2 separate regions of the Anser cygnoides genome follow, and region 1 is linked to region 2. The links are chromatin contacts, called in public Hi-C maps. All regions are on one chromosome and are shown on one strand. The core of a region is the stretch at or near the end of the contact, and the rest is flanking DNA. Distances in the headings are between cores, read along the strand shown. Region 1 holds the start of COBL (cordon-bleu WH2 repeat protein). Region 2 overlaps COBL (cordon-bleu WH2 repeat protein).

The links. A called contact is a pair of places that touch in the nucleus more often than the background predicts.
Region 1: a contact with region 2 is called in a Hi-C map of liver, with 1.8 times the contacts expected there. The contact joins the promoter of COBL here to the enhancer-like site in region 2. A contact is called at or near these places in 2 of 7 Hi-C or Micro-C datasets (both in liver).

Annotation. Positions count from the first base shown.
Region 1 is chr2:90,334,506-90,338,941 of Taihu_goose_T2T_genome, reverse strand. COBL (cordon-bleu WH2 repeat protein) reads left to right here and starts at 2,427. Exons shown (of 17, transcript XM_048079156.2): 1 at 2,427-2,558; 2 at 3,035-3,095. The coding sequence starts at 3,052.
Region 2 is chr2:90,238,763-90,243,651 of Taihu_goose_T2T_genome, reverse strand. All of the region lies in intron 9 of COBL (cordon-bleu WH2 repeat protein), which reads left to right. Among named protein-coding and RNA genes, the nearest start is that of COBL, 95 kb to the left of the region's middle. Within about 2 kb of position 1,536, at least 2 of the 3 cell types and tissues checked have open chromatin away from gene starts, as enhancers often do. A contact at or near this core is called in liver, where this site is marked.

The sequences.
Region 1 (4,436 bases), core at 1,178-3,677, 94 kb before region 2:
TTCCAACTGTAGGATGGCCCTCAAATAGCTATATCATACGAAAAGGTATATGCTAGATTAGAGAAAAGGCATGGTTAACTGGTGCATGTTAGCTAATGCTGACCTAATTTTAACCTCTTTGCTACATTAGAAAAAATATCTTCAGTATTAGACTTGTCTTACTAGATTCCTTCTGTGTTCAGTTAAGTTTATAATATAAACCAAAATCCTTGAAACCTAGCAGGCCAGATTTGTTGGAAAAAGAATGTAGTCTTCAAGGTTTGTTTGGTAATATTATTAGCAGTGAAGGTAAGGAAAAATACAAAGAATGTCTTGAAGACAATAAAAGCAGAAACATGATTTTGCACAGCTGATTAAGTTTTATTTTTAAAGGCCTAAACTATTTTATAGGAAAAATGTTGTCATATGGATGGCCTAGTAGTCTTTGGAAATATATTGAGGAGGCCATCTAAACAGAGATGGTCAGTGATGAAGCCATACAGACAGGGAAATGCTAAAATGCTCACTCTCACAGATATTTTATGAGATCTGCAAGAACTCATACAGCCCCTCTCAGCCCTAAAGCACCACGCCTAAAAACTGAGCACAGCATCCCAGTTGTGGGGATTACAATGCTCACTAGAAGCGCAGCCTTTGCCCTTTCTGGAGAGCTGGGCTGCTTGCCAAGGAGACTGGAGACCGCAGACAAGCTCCCGCGCTCTGCAAACTTCCTTTGGCTCTTCCATCAGCTAAATGGGAGTGAAGGATTTTGGCTGTGGTCAACCTGTGTTGCTGCTCCTGGCGCTCTGGAGAGGCACTGAGATGGTGATTTCAGTGATTTATGTCACTCTTCTGCTGTGCTGTATAAAATGAACATAATAAGAAAACACTACTTTGTGCTGGGTCGTGACAGCGTTTATATACTCCTATAATGACATTTTACACGGCTTGGAAGAGAAGATGCTATCAAGTAGAAAACATTCAGACAACATTGGTAGAGAATAAACTAACGTGAAATGGTGAAGTCAAGGAGAGGGTGTGAGAAGAGGGAACAGCAACAGGACTATAGGCAGGGAGAGAAGACAGCGCAGGTGCTGCTTTGTGAAACAGCTGCAGAAGGGGCCAGGAGCGGTGGGGATGTCACTGGGCATGCAGGTGGGCGTGAGAGCCAGGGACGGACAAGGAAGGAGTGGGTGTGATGCAGGCTGTGTGTACCTTCCTTCAGGGTCAGCGCAGTGGGACGAGTTGCAGCTGAGGCAAGGGAAAATCTTTCAAGTTCCTGAAATGAACCGCGCAGTGTAGTTTGCTGTCGATGTGGAGGTGGGAAGGTCTTGGGGGTTCTGTACAGGCTTTGTGCCCATGCAGCTTTAGCATGTATTCTAGGATAGTCAGGAATTTGTTTACATTTAGGAGTGAAAAAGAGAGATTGAAAATATACTAAGTAGACAATGAACGGTGCTATGAAATCAAGATCCGGTGATTTAATAGCTCACCATTCATTCCTGGAGCTATGGTAAGTGACAGCGTGCAGACTCCAATCCACAAAGCTTGCAAAACAAAGTATGCAAGCTAGGCTATTTATTTTCATAAGGGCACAAATTAAGAACATGCATGTGGCTCATTACTGTGGCGTACGGCTCGGATGACCAGGGGTAATTACTAAGCTGTGGTGACTCAGTCAACTTTTACCCATGTTAACAGGGAAATAAGAGACCAGTAATGCTTTGCTTTTGCAAATGTGTATTTTTGCTTCTCTACCTACGGCTGGGATAGCCAGCTGCCTCCCTTACCCCAAGGCCCTCTCTGTATAACACGGAAGGGGAGAAGGAAACAGAAAATAGCATTCTCAACTTTCTGCTGAGCAGCCAGGAGTCAGTCCTCAGGCTGTCAAAGTGAGGGAAGATGAAATTAAGGATGCCTATAGCACAATAAGTGTTTTACTGAACATTGAGGTAAATGCACATAAACAGGTGCTTTGATCATAATGCAGGAGCACGGGTAGAAGGCAAAGGTGGGGGTATATGGTAATCTTCCATTCACGTAGTACAGAAAAGATGAAGGCGTACTTTTCCTTTCTGTTACTGGCGAATTAATCCAGTGTCTGAACGTTTCCAAATATTTAATAGCTTGCAGATAGCAATGCCATCACTGGCGTGCAGCTTCTGGCATAGATTTGCCAAGTCTTGCTTGCTGAGGAAGAAACTCTGGCTGCTGAGGCCAGAGGAGCTTACTGAATTTCCTATGGACGCAGAGCTGAGTGCGTAGCTTTCTGAGGGGCAGAATTTGCACAGATAAGAGCTCAAGGCTGATGTGAGGGGAGGGTTGGGAAAAGGGGTGGCCAAATTAGTTGTACCCCAGGGGTCAGTCTCCAAGGCAGCTCGGTGGAAAGGCAAGTCAGGGAGCATCTCCCCTTCCCTCAGCCCCTCTCTGGAGTTCTCCCCCTTCCCTCAGACCCTCTCTGGAGTTCCTCACCGCTGCTTTACTCAGCCTGCTTGCTCGTGTCTCCCGCTCCCTGCCTTGTCTGGTGTCCTGGCCCATCCGCCATCTCCGTCACCCCCCCACCGCGGCTGCAAACCAAGGTGAACCACACGGAGAGCGGGGGGGGAGCAGGGAAACTCCTGAAACGGCCGGCAGAGGCCGGGGTGCCCAAATCAGGGCACATCGGGGATCCGACACATCCCTCGGGATCCTCCTCCTGCTGCTGCTGCTGCTCTCCCCGCCCGGTGCGGGGGCGGCGGGCCGTGGCCGTGCCCTCGGGGCCCGCCGCCGTGTTTGTGTTTGCCGCGGGCAGTCTCATGGAAACGGCCTGGCGCTGCCTCCGCCCCCGCTGAGTGGGCAGCGACACGGCCGTCCCCGCTCCGTCCCGTCCCGTCCCGTCCCGTCCCGTCCCGTCCCGGCAGGTAGGAGGGCCCGGCAGAGCTGTCAGCGCCCGGCCGGGGAGCGCCGCCCGCCGCGGAGCGGGCGGACCGGGGGCGGTGGCGGTGGAGTGTGGGGGGGGAGCCGCGTCTCACCGCTGCCCTCTCTTCCTTCTCCTCGCTGCCGGGCCCGTGTCCAGACCCTTCCGGAGCAGCCATGGAGACCCTGGTCCGCCCCGCGGCCGGCAAGCCTCCGAGCGGGTAAGGCACCGCCGCGACCCCCCGGTCCTCCCCCGTCCCGGTCCCCCCGGCGCGGCATGGCCGCCCTGCGAGCCGGCCGGCAGGTGCCCCGAGCGGCCGGCCTCCCGCGGCACGGGCAAGCCGCAGGGCTGAGCAGAAAACGGCTCCAAAGTGCGTGTCAGGGCGCTGCAGGAGCTGTTTTGCGTTTAATTTCCTCGGTTTTTGTGTCCGGTGGGAAGTCCTGTAGCGCGTGCCGCGGAAATTAGAGCAGGGGGCAGCGGGTGAGGAGATGCCGGTGCTGGTGCTGTGGCAGCGAAGCTGCCTGTGTGCAGTGCTTCTGCCACTTGTGGAGGGTACGACAGCTTGCTGGGGTTTTGTTTTGCTTTGGTTTTTGTAAATAAATAGTTAATTCCTGTTAAAAGACAGGTCTATTTGATTATGACCCTTTACTATGAACCTCTAGGCTAACCTTTTATGAAAACCAGTAAGCATAATGTGCCTCCCCCTCTGTCTCCCCTCTCTGTTGTTAGAGTTGATGTAGTAGGGTGGCAGTTGCCTAAAATCCTGACAGAGGCTGGAGATACTAGTTTATGTGTGTGCTTTGACGAATATCCAGCACTCTTCTAGATGTAGTGCAGATTGAAATTTTGTCCTGTTTGCCAGGTATCCAAAGTTTCATTAAAATGTTTGAAATTGGAGTAAGGAAACATATTTTAATGCTTCTCAGAGGTTCACACTGAGGTCTGAGGGCACTTTTGAATAAAGCTCCTGATATGTACACAGCCAGCTTCATCTCTGTGTACATGAGGTTGTGCCATGGCCAGACTCTGGTATCACACAGATGGCCAGAAGTTACAATAACTGCACTAACTTTAGTCAGACTGCTCCCAACAGCTCAAGGAGCAGAATTTAGTCTTAAGATGTGCTTCGGGTATCGCATAGCAGCATGCTGGTGGCAAAGCTGTGATGCATGCTGACAGGGACTGCCCGTCTGCTTTACCTGAATTCATGTGCGTGTGGAAATACTCCTGTCTTTTCTTGGCAACTGGAAAATCTCAGCCTGGATGTGCCTGTGCTGTTAGCCAGGGGTTTCACTGCGCACTTGGTAATTCCTTGAACTTTTAACAGCTGTACAGGACCAGTGGCTGTTTGGTCCCTGATTAAGTTTTGCTCTTTCCATGAGGAAATCAGCTAGGACCAGAAAAATGTGACAAGGACAGCTTCATCTGTCCGTGTCACTTCCCATATGAATCCAGGTATCACCTACATCTGTGGAACTTGTCCAGGAGCGTGATTTTAAGGTGACTGTGGCAGAAACATTCCTGTTGTGGCAGAAGAAATGCTATATAAATTCCCAGCTTG
Region 2 (4,889 bases), core at 287-2,786:
GATTTAGGATAGCAGTTAATAAAATACATCCCCCTTTTTTTTTTTCAAGAAAACATACAGCTTCAGAGTTGAGCCCTTAGATTATGTGCAAGAAAAATTCTTGGAAAAGTCTTTCCACCAACATCAATAACATTCCTGATCTTTTGCAATAATCCAGTTGCTTCTGGCTGTGAGTTCATGGATCACCTGCCAACTGTTTCTGAACAGATTATGCTACCTGCCTTGGGAATAATACCACAATTTACCATCTGGTGAGATCATGATAGTATCACTTGACCTCCACATGTGGTCTCTGTCAAGCACTTCATTGAAATCTGGCAAGACATCAGGGCCCGAACATACTGTTCTATGCAGCCCTGAATTTTGGCAGGGTTGCAACATTTAGTAAGTAAACTTCATCTGGCTTGCAAGTCACAGACAAATAGGACAGGCTGATGTCATCGTAAGCTTTAACTCTCATTAAAGAGAAAGTATGTGTTGAGTAATTATTAGACTTTGTCGGTTAAGGTATTTAGGGGAAGTTAAATAGACAGATAATTTTAAGCTGCAAGGTTTCTAAAGAACTGGCATTCAGTAAGCAGTGAAAAATGACCCTTGCTTAATTTAGAAACTGGGTTTGTATCACTCTTCAGATTTCACTTGTAACTCTACCTTTCTTATATCTTAAATTAGAAAGGTAAATATTTATATACTAGAAAAGTTAACTAAGTAAATGTATGCTGTGTAAATCAGGTTTAATTGCATTCTGGTCATTTTTTAGCCAAATAAGAAAACAAGGAGAAACATCACAAATAGATATAATCTAGTAAAAACTGTTCACTGCTTTCTAAAGCTTTTTTTTTGTTTGAGTTAATTCACAGTCAAGCCATGAAAGTAATAAAAACAGAGAGAGGGGAATGCAAATCCAGTTCATTTGACTGCATGACACTTCAGTTTTTCATCTCTTTGAAGAACGAACAGTGTAGGTCAACCAAAGGTACGGGTATGTTGTTCTGTTTGCTGTGTGCCCACCTTAACCAGGACATCAGGGTTCAGCAGACTGTCCCCGAGCCCTGCTGAGCTGCGTGTTGCTGCCACTTCCAGGCAAGGATAGGAAGCAGAATGCCATGGTGGGTTTCTCAAACCAAGGTTTGTGGCAGAGCCCATTCATCGTTTTGGGTGATAAAAATCTTATACTTGTGAGGAGTGGCTTGGCGTAGAGCTGTGTTATGCTACAGTCCATAGTAACACGTCTAACCTACACCGTGATACCATTTTGCTATTCCACCTTCTCGTTGGTTTCTCAAGATCATGGAAGTAGGGCTTTCTGGCTGCCCTTTGTAAGCCCTGGAAGGAGCTAGACTGAGTGGAAATTTGCAGGGAGGAGCAGGAAATGATGACATGAAACTATCACTTGACTTACTGCCCAAAACATGTTTCCCAGCCATTTTGTGTGTTTGCAGACAGAGGGGGCTTGTCCAAGGAAGGCGAATACTGCAGATAAATCCGGTGTGCTCTTTTCTAAATTGAGAATAATTGTAAGGATGTTGCTTAGGATTTGGTGCTGTTCTAAGCACTAGAAATTCCCATCGAATTTCTCTGAAGGAGAAAATTCTAAGTGTAAAGGAAAACCTAAGCTCCAGAGAGGTATGTAGTTTAGTGGCAGCAGAAAGGGTATGGTTTTCCTTGCTTCTGGTAGAATGTTTGTGTGATTGCAATCCACTTTCTGGCCCTAACATGTTAGATTACAGCCCATCCTTTTAGCAGAAAATTGGACAAAGATGCAAACTAAATTTTTCAGATCTTCAGCTGGCTTATGACGTTTCTCAGATTTTTAGGGACAGAACAACAGACCGACTAGTCAACCAGCCTGTAATCCTGAATGTGATACGGAGGAAGAAAATATTATACGTAAAACCCTCATGCCAGGGCCTTTCCTAAAGGCACTAGTGGCTCAAGGAGGTATGACAGACACCTATCAAATTCATTCATAAAGTTGCCAGAAGAAATATTAAGCTACGGTCCAACTGTGTATTTTAAACTCTAATTAATGCTCAATTGTTCTATTCAAATTTATTGCTCTAACTGAAAAGATAAGCACAAACATTAAAAGAAAATTTTGAGTTTGTTTTTTTTTTTTCCTTTTTTTGTTTTACTTCACAGGCTATTTCTAGAAGAGAAATCAATCTTAATAGCAAATCAGTTTGTGGTGGTTTAAAATATGAATTTGAAGTGACTGAGGTTTTTGATTTTTTTCCCCTAAATGAAGACATAAATGAGGAGGATTACATTGTATTCAGAGAAACAGAGGAAGTTCAATTCTCTGCCAAAACAAACATCCGCAGACTTGTGTAGTCTACATGTTTCAATGCATGTGAAAGCATTTGCTGCTGTAGAGTGACTTCCTTGAGTGGAAATAATATTCCAGCTAGTAATGAGATTTTGCAAAAGAAGGAAATCACAGCTATCTTAGTAATTTAACATCTCAAATTTGTTTATGGATAGTTTCCTGTCTGACACATTTAGCTGAACAAGTTAAAGTGTTTAAAGAAGATTAGAATGACATTAATTTTTAACTGCCCTTGACCATGACATTTCACAAAGGGTGTGTTCAATAAAAACAGACGGAAAAATGAGCTTGCCCCTTCACCTTGTAGTGGCTTTCTTGTGTCAACTGATTTAGCTTTCTGTCGCCAATCAACTGAGCATTCAAGGACATCCTTGACTTTTGTCTTTTTCATTTTATGAATAAAAACAGCACAAAAGCGTAGCAATTTCTGTAAAATCCAGTAATGCTAACCTTTTTATCTGTTATTAATACTGAGCTGTTTTTGCAGCCAGAGATTCAGTTTTGGTAATGACCACTAAATTTCATTACAAAATCCTGTTTAATACCAGAATGGTATAATGTGAGAAATTTAATTTGAAATTAAACAGCATAAAAGTGGGCAAAATTATGCAATATTTTATGGCAGCTCATTAAAATGATAATGGTAAGGGTATTTTCAAAAGACCAATACAGTTTGCATGCTAATTATAAGCCTGACTTCCCAATTTAACACAGAGACTGAACACTTCCAGCAGAAAAGCAGCTCAGAATCTGAGGCCATGAGTATGGCAGGGGGACAGCCATCACATGAGCCAAACGATCATGTGAGTTACTAGTGCTGCATTTTGGCAGCAGCTTGGGAATCTCCCTATGTAAACGTGTGCTGTGTGAGACTGACATGTCAAAGGTAGTGCAAGACCTTGGGTCCAGTCAATCCAAATGTCAGATGATCAATCTTGCTATGACAGTATTCATTTCTTATCTTCGTATGGTTTATTTCAAAATCTCCTATTACTTTTACTTTTATCCTATTCATTTGTGAGATCCAGGACTAGAAAATCAATATGTACAGTACTGAAATGACCAAGCCAGAGAAGCTTCTTGCCAGTTTTTGAAATGTAGTCATTTCTATGCATTTTATCAAAATGACAAGTTTTTCAAAGAATATGCTTTTTCAAGCTGTTTCCATGTGCCAGTTTTTTTTAGTATCCATGTGTATGTTGCTTTTACAATATGTTGTTGCATTGCATGGCATCCTAGTAGGCACTTTAAATATCCCACCACTCAAATGCATTCTGCAACATAAAGACATGTTTTTGGGAAACATCAGACTTCTGTCTTTGAATGCCACTACAACATACTCATGGATTAGAAATTCAGTTTTTAATCAACGGTAATGGAGTGCTACCCAATAAGGAAGCAAGCTAGAAGTTCAGTGCTGAATAGACAGTTTAATACAGTGTAACTGACGGTGGTCAGCCTCATGAATTGCTCATAAGCTCAGTTTCTGTGAGAGCTCCCAGAATTTCCCTTTGTCAGTGTATGCCTAATGTCAGTGAAAAGCCTAATAATGTATGACCTGTCCAGGGAATATTAGACATATGAGTAAATGTTGTTTAAGACACATTAACGTTCAGTTGGGACTTCTTGTGGTTTCTGGTGCTAGGCATGTTGAAGCATCTGTTACCCTGTGAAAATGCAGAATCAGCTGGATAGAGTAGCTTTTATATCATCAAGTTTAGTGGACAGATTTATGTCTCCGTTCTGCAGCTGAAAGATTTATCTCTCTGATTTTCCTAGAACAGCTCCTCTTGGATCAAAATATTTTCTTCTCAACTGCCTTAAATTATGTACAAAATCATAGCAAAAATATTTTAAAAACTCTTAAGCCATAAATCTTACTAGCATACCAACCTACCACTTGTCTTTCGTACAATGCTGCAAAAGCTTCAGTTCAGTTACAGTTATATCAAGAGTTTAAAAGTGGTTAATAAATGTCTTTTTATTTCCAGAGCTTATTGTGAAATGGCTCTTAATTATTTCAAGATCTCTTACAGTTCTGTGTGAGGGGAGAAGAATTGGGATGGTCCCACACATAGTTTTGGGTGATACTGTTGTTTGTTTAGTTAAAAATTAACTCTGAAATTTTCTGTGGGTCATATTTAAACAATCCTGTAATTCAATAGGCATTCTGACCCCACACAGTATCATCACCAGCAGGTGTATTGAAATCTGGCTTGCTTAAATCAGTGTGTGTCTAGTCTGTGTTGGATGACAGAAACCAGTTTGTAGTTAGGGCATGCCTGTGATTGAATCCATGTGTGTTCTTTTTCCAATTATTTTTATTTGCTTCTAAAAATATTTTTTACAAATAATCACTCACTGTTTCCCTGAACATGCTTTACATACAAATTAGACAGAAGTCACAAAAATACAAACATTCTGAAAAACAATAAGTGATCCTGACATGTTGCATAAAAAAAGAGAAATGAGCAAGAGAGTATGAGCTTAGTTCACACAATTTATATCATTTACTATAAAATATTTGATTCATATATGCTAAACCATCATGGGACATCCT